Regions from separate parts of the Hordeum vulgare genome. Here region 1 is linked to region 2. Evidence: chromatin contacts called from public Hi-C data. All regions are on one chromosome and are shown on one strand. Each heading gives the region's core, a stretch centred on a gene start, on an enhancer-like site or on the middle of the called end of the contact. The rest is flanking DNA. Distances are from core to core; before and after follow the strand shown. Region 1 holds the start of LOC123396343 (nuclear transcription factor Y subunit A-7). Region 2 holds the start of LOC123395013 (U3 snoRNP-associated protein-like YAOH).

Region 1 (4,283 bases), core at 281-2,780, 360 kb after region 2:
AATCTAGATGGTATGGATGAGTTCTCTTATTATGAACTCTTCATAGACATAATTTTCATTGACTATGGTTTCCTGACATAAAGATTCCCGTTCGTCCTAATCAAAAAGCTAGCTGAATATATTTGCTCTAGATGCCAGATGATCCGGAAATCGTAAGGGTCATTATGGGTAGGTTTGTTGTCCAATGGTCTTATTTAAGAAGGGCATTCAATATGCACTTGATTGATGTAATTATGCTATGGTCTAAGTTTGACTACGCCCTCAATAAATTTTACTCCAACCAATTAAAGTGAAAAATATAAGATATTATTTCTATAAAAATGACCTTTGTCTTGTTTCTTTTGAGCAACCGGCATGAGCATTGACTACTTTCATTAATCAAGAAAGAAAGAGATAAACATAATATACAAAGAGTTGCACATTTTGTGGGAAAACGTTACAAAAATGAAACACTAAACAATTGCAATGTCCATTTAGCCGATTACCATGGCCGGCGCGACACATCCAAACATTGTTTATTGTTGCTTGGTGGCCTCATATGCCAACATTGACACTTCACAGTGAGTCACGCGACATCCCGTGAATAATCTTCTACGTCTCTCTTTTCGCATATTCCAGATCGTGTGGACAAGTCTACCGTTCTCGCGTTGGCGCGCCTGTTTCGACTCGTTCCGATCAGCTTGTCCCATCAGGTTGAGATATCACCTCGCTTTGTCAGAAATTTTGCCACTCGGAGATCTTCATTCGTCTAGGTTCATGAGTGATTTTTTTCGATAACCAGAATCTTAGTGCTTATTTTGTTGACCTTAGCCCACGGACCTAGGCTCGAAAGAGTATGAGTGTCCAACAAGCCTCTTTCAATCTCCATGACGATCCTCTACCTCCTTGCCCGATGCTCACAATGTTTCAGTCGATGATGGTGGGCCAAACGTCACGTGATGTCGCTAGCTGCTTTTGGACCAAATTGCAGTATATTTATTTTTTTATCTTTGGGGTCCTGCTTGTAAGAAGGAAGAACACGGACGTACAAGTTTTAACTACCTACTTTATCCTGTTGTAGTGTTGCGTCAATTTCGATAAGACATGCGACTTCTGGAGGCATCTTTCCTATCAGAAAAGAAAAGAAAAATGAACCACCACCAACTCACCTGCAATGTTTGTTTTATCGGATTTTTATGAACCACCACCAACTACCTTGTAACGATAAAGATATATTTACGTGTGACGAGCTGTTTCTCAATTAATAATCACACAAAAAAACTCACCGCATGCAATAAAAAATACTCAGGCCATAGTAGTAGGCCCGTGGAAGAAGAAAGAAAGAAAGCATTAAACAAAAACCTTGATGACCACTGGAAAAACCGAAAAGGGTTTTGTAGCAGAGCAGGTGTCAATTTGGAAGGTTCGGATCAATGGTACGGCTCCAACAAGCGCCCGGAAGTTTCCGTCCGTTGGTTGGTTCCCATCCGTCCACATCCATCCATCCACTCACACTCAGCGATACATATACGAAAACACCCCCAAGGAACTCGAGAATCCCCTCCCATCCTTATCCTCTCTCCGCCTCCCCCCTCTCTTTCGCGGCGTCGTCGTCGACCCCTCTCCGCCGTACACGCCCCCTCCACCGCCAGGGAATTCTCTCGCCCCCTCGCGCCCGCGCCCGCCGTCGCCGTCGCCGTCGCCCTCCGCCGCGGGGCGGGGATCCGTCGGTAAGCACCGAACCCGATCCCTCCCGCTGGTAAGCGCCGACGCGGCGAACGAACCCTAGGTCCGCTCCGATTGTTCTACCTGGCCCTCAGCTCCGCCGCGCACTCCCGCCCGAATACTATCGCCCCGCGGGTTCCCCTGCTGCGCGGCGTGGGTGCCTGATTAGCGTTTCGTTTCTGGGAAAAATTGAAGGGGTTCGACGGACTGAACCCTCGCTCGCTGCCGCGTGCCCGCGGTGAATTGATTGCGCTCTTTGCTGCCCGCTGCGAAATCCAGCCAGCCGCGGCGTCGGTCATCGATCGCGCGACGCGGCCCTTGTATCGCCTTTGCGGACATCCGGTGGATGGTTCTCGTGTGGACGCTACTGGCTTTCAAATCTGAATGTCGCGCAACTGGCTGCCTGTATACTACATAACATAGGCCGGCCTTGCTGCCGTAGCTTCAGTGCCCATGAGCTGAAACAAACTTTTATTCTGTGGGGAATTATGAACAGAAATAAGCTGTGGTAGGGGGTCTTAGCAGAAGCTCGGTTTTCTTTAATTTTTTCTTCCTGTTTCCCGTTTCAGGACGAGCCTTTGCAGTTTGGTCTCGGAGAAGGTATCGGCGTGCTTTCCTGCTGCAGCATGGAATGAGGGTCTTGAGTGCCGTGTCTTTTCTCCGAGCTTGACACTGGTTGCGCTTCGCTTTGGAAAGTAACAAACCATGACCTCTGTCGCCGACGCTGTTTCAGGTATGCTTCCGTCCTAGTAAAAAGCACGGATACGGATATGGAGACACGGGCACGGCGATACGCATACGGGGACACGGGATAGGGCATTTTCCAGAAACAGCCATTTTAGGATACGTCGAGTATATATATAGAAAAATAAAACATGCCCTGTAATATAGAGTGAAAAACAAAATAAATAAATAAAGAGAAACAGAGATGAGATCAGAATACTGTCCCATTTCCATTTGTTGCCTGCCTTTTCAAGTGCTCAACGATTGAATTAATTGATCGTCTAGACCCATGCCATTGCAACTTGCAATATAGAGCAAATGCTAGTATTAGTCTATTAGAGAGTAGAGACTGGAGAAGACATGCAGCAGAGGATCATGCAGGTATAACTTTCACCCTCACCCATGGATGGTTCGCTACTGGTGGTGGTTCCCTAACATCAAGCAACAATCAAAACAGCAGCACCAGGCACCAGCATGCAAGTGAGCAGCAGCTCAAGAGCAAGCAGCAGCGGCATGGCCGCATGGGGAAGCAAGCAGCAGCAACTCATCAGCAAGAAATTGAGCAATGAGATGAAGAGGTTGAGGGGGGGCTGCTGGGATTATCTGCTCGAGCGTGGTTGCCATCAGGTGGTTGAGTCCAGGCGGCGGCGGTGGCGGTCGAGTCCAGGTGACGACGGCAGTCAAATCCAGGCAGTGGTGACGATGGCGTTTTCGATTGGGAGCAGCGTTCCTTTTGTGGCGAGCGCGTGTTCGACCCTGCAAAATAGGGTTTATCTCGGGCCGAGGCTGTTACTGGGCTTCTCGTGTCCCCAACCTATTCCATACGTCTTCTCTTTTCCTTTTTTAACTCGGAAATCAAGGGATACTGGGGGACACATGTATCCCATTGTGTCCGGCCGTATCGCCGCGTCCCGCCGAATTAGGACATCAATTCGGCAGTTTTGTCCATGCTTTGTAGCTTCTGTCACCCAGTTCTTTGCCATGTCAATTTTGAACCTTAGCAGTAATAGCTACTAGGTAGGGCAGTGTGTGGTTGGAATTTTGACCATAATGGTTATGCTTTTTACAACTCTTGGATCATGTAATTGGATCTTTGGTGTATGTGGGAATTGTAATAGACCTCATTTTAGGTGTATTATGAAATCCATTACATACTAGAGCGTAGTCCTTATACATATATGAATAAGATTACGGAGTCATCCAATTAAATAATGTCAGTATGTCTGTAATGCTGTATTTGTAGTTGTTTACCAGCACTGAATTGTGTAGCATTACACAGTGGTATACCAGCTGTCATGTCTATTAGCTGGTAAGATTACCGGACATGCTGGTTTTTCATTCCTTATCTGTTGATATCATTCTGCAGTATTTGCATCGATATCAGTTGCCACATGCCATAAATGTTGACATGTTGATAATATCTGCACCATAAATTCTCAGTTGTTCCATTTTTCTTAAACATACATGGAAATCCAATCAACTATGTCTGTCTCATTTTTATGCAACAATTTCTTGTGCAGGTGATCATAGAGCTGATGAGCAACAGCAGAAGCAAGCTGCTCACGGGAACCAGGAAGAGGCCCCAGCTACTAGTATAGGTAATCAGGCGATGGCGGCAACACCTTCCACAGATTATGTCACACCCTATGGCCACCAGGAAGCTTGCCATGCAATGGTATGAAACCTGTAACTTCTAATCTTTCTTTATTGATAGGTATGACCACCCATGTACACTTCTCAGATTGTAATGTCTTCCACTGAGTCCTAGTTAAAGAAAGATCGAGGATTGGTCATAGTTTTAGTTGCAGCAATGTAATGGATACCATAAGAATCACTATGGGGGTATGAGTTGGTCG
Region 2 (3,886 bases), core at 1,173-3,672:
CAACCGTCTTAAGTGCGGCCGCCCACTTTTAACAATATCTGTTGATTGTTGACTACCGGAAACGGAGGGCTCTTTCCGTGCGGTCAATTCCACTTTTGTTGTGCAAATAAAAGTGCTCCTTCATCCGGATCCAATATGCATCTCTACTTTGGTCCCCTCCAACGGTGGCATCCCTAGACACTTGCAACCATGTATTGCATAGCAAGACGTCTTCGTTCATGGTGTAGTTGCCCGCTCTTTCTTTCGGTGCACTGACGATACCCTCACCATCCTCATCCACATCAAATTCATGATCATCAAAATTCACCTTGTTGGTTTGAGACCAATGCAAATTGTTGGAGCCAACACCCATAGTTGACACACACACACACACATATAGAAAGTCTATATGTCATCCAGGGTGAAGAATAAGAATTCTTCACCTTGGTGTAAAATCGCAAAAGACATGATTTTTTTGGATGTAGTCTCACACACATCGTAATCTTACCTCAACATCAAGTTGTAATCTTACCTCACACGCATTGAATTCTCATTCGCCATGTTATATATATATATATATATATATATATATATATATATATATATATATATATATATATATATAGAAAGTCTATTTGTCATCCAGGGTGAAGAATAAGAATTCTTCACCTTGGTGTAAAATCGTAAAAGACATGATTTTTTTTGGATGTAGTAATTTTATCTCACACACATCGTAATCTTACCTCAACATCAAGTTGTAATCTTACCTCACATGCATTGAATTCTCATTCGCCATGTTATAATTTTACCTCTCCTCACACATGCATGACATAATCTTACCTCACATGCATGACACATTTGTTTCTGACGGTCAATTTTAAGAGTCCTTAATTATACATTGTAATATTACTTCACATGCATTTCAGTTCTTACTTCACATGTGAAGTTATAAGGTCACGCTATTCGTCACCCTGGATGAAAAATAGTTATTCTTCACCTCCTTTATTTTAACATCAATGCATCGTAATTTTACATTTCGTAAATTTTATCTTATTTTATACGTAGAAACAGACCAAAAAAAATAATCAACGTAAAAATATTTTATGTCACGTAAAATTACGAACATACAAAAATAGTGCAAAAAATACAATAAATTCAATTTTTTCTATTGTTGTGGCCTACATTTTTGTTTTTCTTTTGTCAAATTTACATAATGATTCAATATAAATGTAACTATTTGTATCTTAAATGGAATTTATTTGTAAAATAATCGTAAGATTACCTCGAGTGAAGAATAAACTATTCTGCACCCTGGATGATGAATAGAGTTTATATATATATATATGTATATATATATATATGTATGTATATATATATCATTTAAACTACAAAGTATGTACAACAAGCCAAATAAGCTATCCATATTTATTCATTCATCAAAAAACAACATCGAAAAAATTGAGCAAAATTTTACCTTAGGGTCATTTCATCGAACATATTGTGCGCATCGCCCGTTGATGCAGCAAGCGAGCTCGCCGACGCTTCTGTCGCCACCGCATCCTTCGTATGACCTGCAAGTTTCTTCTTCGTCCGTCTAGAGGATCCATCCGCCGTCTTGTTCTTCTTCGCGGAGACCTTGCCTTTCTTCGCCACCGCCGCATTTGGGAGCTTCGAGGAGGGGACACGTGGCTTTAGGACGGGCGTCGGGGTGCCGCCAGTCGCTGCCGAGGTCGTCCGTGGCGCCATGAAAAGGCCGCGTGCGAGACCCATGGTTGGATGAGCACCGACAGGGGCGAAGCCAGAGCTCCCCGTGCTAGGGTTTGCGCCGGCGTTGTCGGCGGGGTCGCGCGCGTACGGATGGGTGAGGGTGATGTCGGCGTGGTCGTCCATCGAGCGAATTCGTCGACGGCGAGGCGGGTGGGGCGCGGGTGAAGCGAAAGCACGACTAGCCCTAGAAAAATTTCCCTAAAAAACTAGCCCTAAAACAGTACTATATGCGTACACTTAGAGCATCTCCAACAGTCGCGCTATATAAGCGACGCGTTGGAAAAAAACGTTTTTTTGGGCGCGCACACCTAACTCGGACGCTCCAGCGAAGGCTGAAAAACCGTGTACGCTGCATAAAAGGTTCAACGCGTGGGGCGAAACGGCATCGCGCGTCGCTTATTTCGTGCGCCCGCTCCCGCGCGCTGCACACTCAAGCTCCCGCGAAGCACCTTCTCCTACCTCGCTCCCGCATAAATAAAAGAGAATCCCTCGCAAAAAAAAAGAGAGAGAATATGTAACCACGCAAATGGGCCTAGGTGTGAGAAGAACTCCAAAGCATAGTTTCCTGCCCAGCATCAGCACAGGCCCACAAAAAGCCCACGAAACGGTGCTAACTGGGCGGTCAGACTCCGGCGCAAAACCCCGCCGCAGAAAGGAGCCCTAAAACCCTAACTTGCCGCCCCCTTCCTCCCCCCCGCCCCCCCACCACACCGACCAATGGCGCCGCGCGGCAACCGCAGCAGCAAGAAGCCGCCGCCGCCGCCGCGGGGCAAGGGCAAGGGCAAGCGCCCCTCGTCCGCCGCCGCCGGAGACGACCCCTTCTTCGAGGCGGAGCCCAAGCGCCGCCGCGCCCGCGCGGACGAGGACATCGAGAGCGGGGACAGCGACGACGACGCCCTCGCGCTGGGCGGCGCCGTCGTGGGCGAGGATGGGGAGGAGGAGGAGGAGGAGGAGGACCGGGAGACGGCCGGGGAGAAGCGGATGCGGATGACCAAGGAGTACCTGGAGAGGATCGCCGACGCCGTGAAGAGGAACAAGGAGGAAGAGGGGGACGACGACGAAGATGACGACGACGAGGATGATGGTTTGCCCGGCGGGAGGCGGGTCGCCAAGCTCCTCCGGAAGAAGCAGCTCGTGGAGAGCGGCAGGCAGCGCCTGAGCCTCGCCGCGAGGTGAGCAGCGATTCTCCGAGTTTTGTACTGTAATTTTTAGTGTCCTTCCGTTTTGCCACCCGGTTGTATTGATGCTATAGCCGCATCCCTTGGACTGCCTCACTCAAATCAAAATGGTATGGTACAACTGTTGACCATGTGCATCATTGCAATTTGCAGGGTGTTACCGCCGGGACAGCAGGATGGATTCAAATTTATAGCCAAGCACCGGCAACCAGTGACAGCCGTTGCTCTGTCGAAGGACAGTGACAAGGGGTTTTCGGCGTCCAAAGATGGAGTTATCCTCCATTGGGATGTTGAGACCGGGAAAAGCGACAAGTATTTGTGGCCAACTGAAAAGGTGTTGGTCTCGCACCATGCTAAGGCTCCTCTGTCTAAAAAGAGAAGCCAGCATGTCCTTGCGCTGGCTGTTAGTTCTGATGGGCGATACTTGGCTACTGGTGGCTTTGATAGGCATATCCATTTGTGGGATGTTCGATCACGGGAGCACATACAGGTGTGGTACTCATTGCCGATTATATAAGAACTAACCATATTATTCAGAGAAATGCTTGTAAATTTGATATCCTTTTTCTCGAACAAGCGCCCTTATGTTTCACATTTTATATTAGAAGAAACTGTCAAGATGATGCAGAATTTGTAGCGGCCCAACCAAAACAAGGCAAACAAAAACTGAAAAGCAAAAGGTCCCTACAGAAGCTAACCAAAGCAATGATAAAAAAACAAATTATACAACTAGCTAGCAGGAACTATCGTGCTCGTAAAGTTGAAAATTGATTTTGTTTATTAATTTGTGTGATGGAATGTCTAGCTTATATTGTTTTCATGTATATGTGTTCTATATCAGATTCATACTGGCTAATAACCCCAAAAAATAAATCGAGGCAAAACACTTATAGTTCATCTGAGATGTTTCTCATGAACTGTTATTGCCTCCGCAATGTTATTTAGACAATGTAAGCTATCAA

Evidence for each region. A called contact is a pair of places that touch in the nucleus more often than the background predicts.
Region 1: a Hi-C map of seedling shows a contact between it and region 2, with 6 times the contacts expected there. The contact joins the promoter of LOC123396343 here to the promoter of LOC123395013 in region 2. A contact is called at or near these places in 4 of 6 Hi-C or Micro-C datasets (leaf and seedling) and 1 of 1 datasets of contacts at active chromatin or transcription factors (embryo).

What each region holds. Positions count from the first base shown.
Region 1 is chr5H:23,684,447-23,688,729 of MorexV3_pseudomolecules_assembly, forward strand. LOC123396343 (nuclear transcription factor Y subunit A-7) reads left to right here and starts at 1,531. Exons shown (of 6, transcript XM_045091298.1): 1 at 1,531-1,738; 2 at 2,274-2,437; 3 at 3,948-4,102. The coding sequence starts at 2,410.
Region 2 is chr5H:23,321,729-23,325,614 of MorexV3_pseudomolecules_assembly, forward strand. It overlaps LOC123395013 (U3 snoRNP-associated protein-like YAOH), which reads left to right and starts at 2,423. Exons shown (of 8, transcript XM_045089920.1): 1 at 2,423-2,918; 2 at 3,078-3,414. The coding sequence starts at 2,464.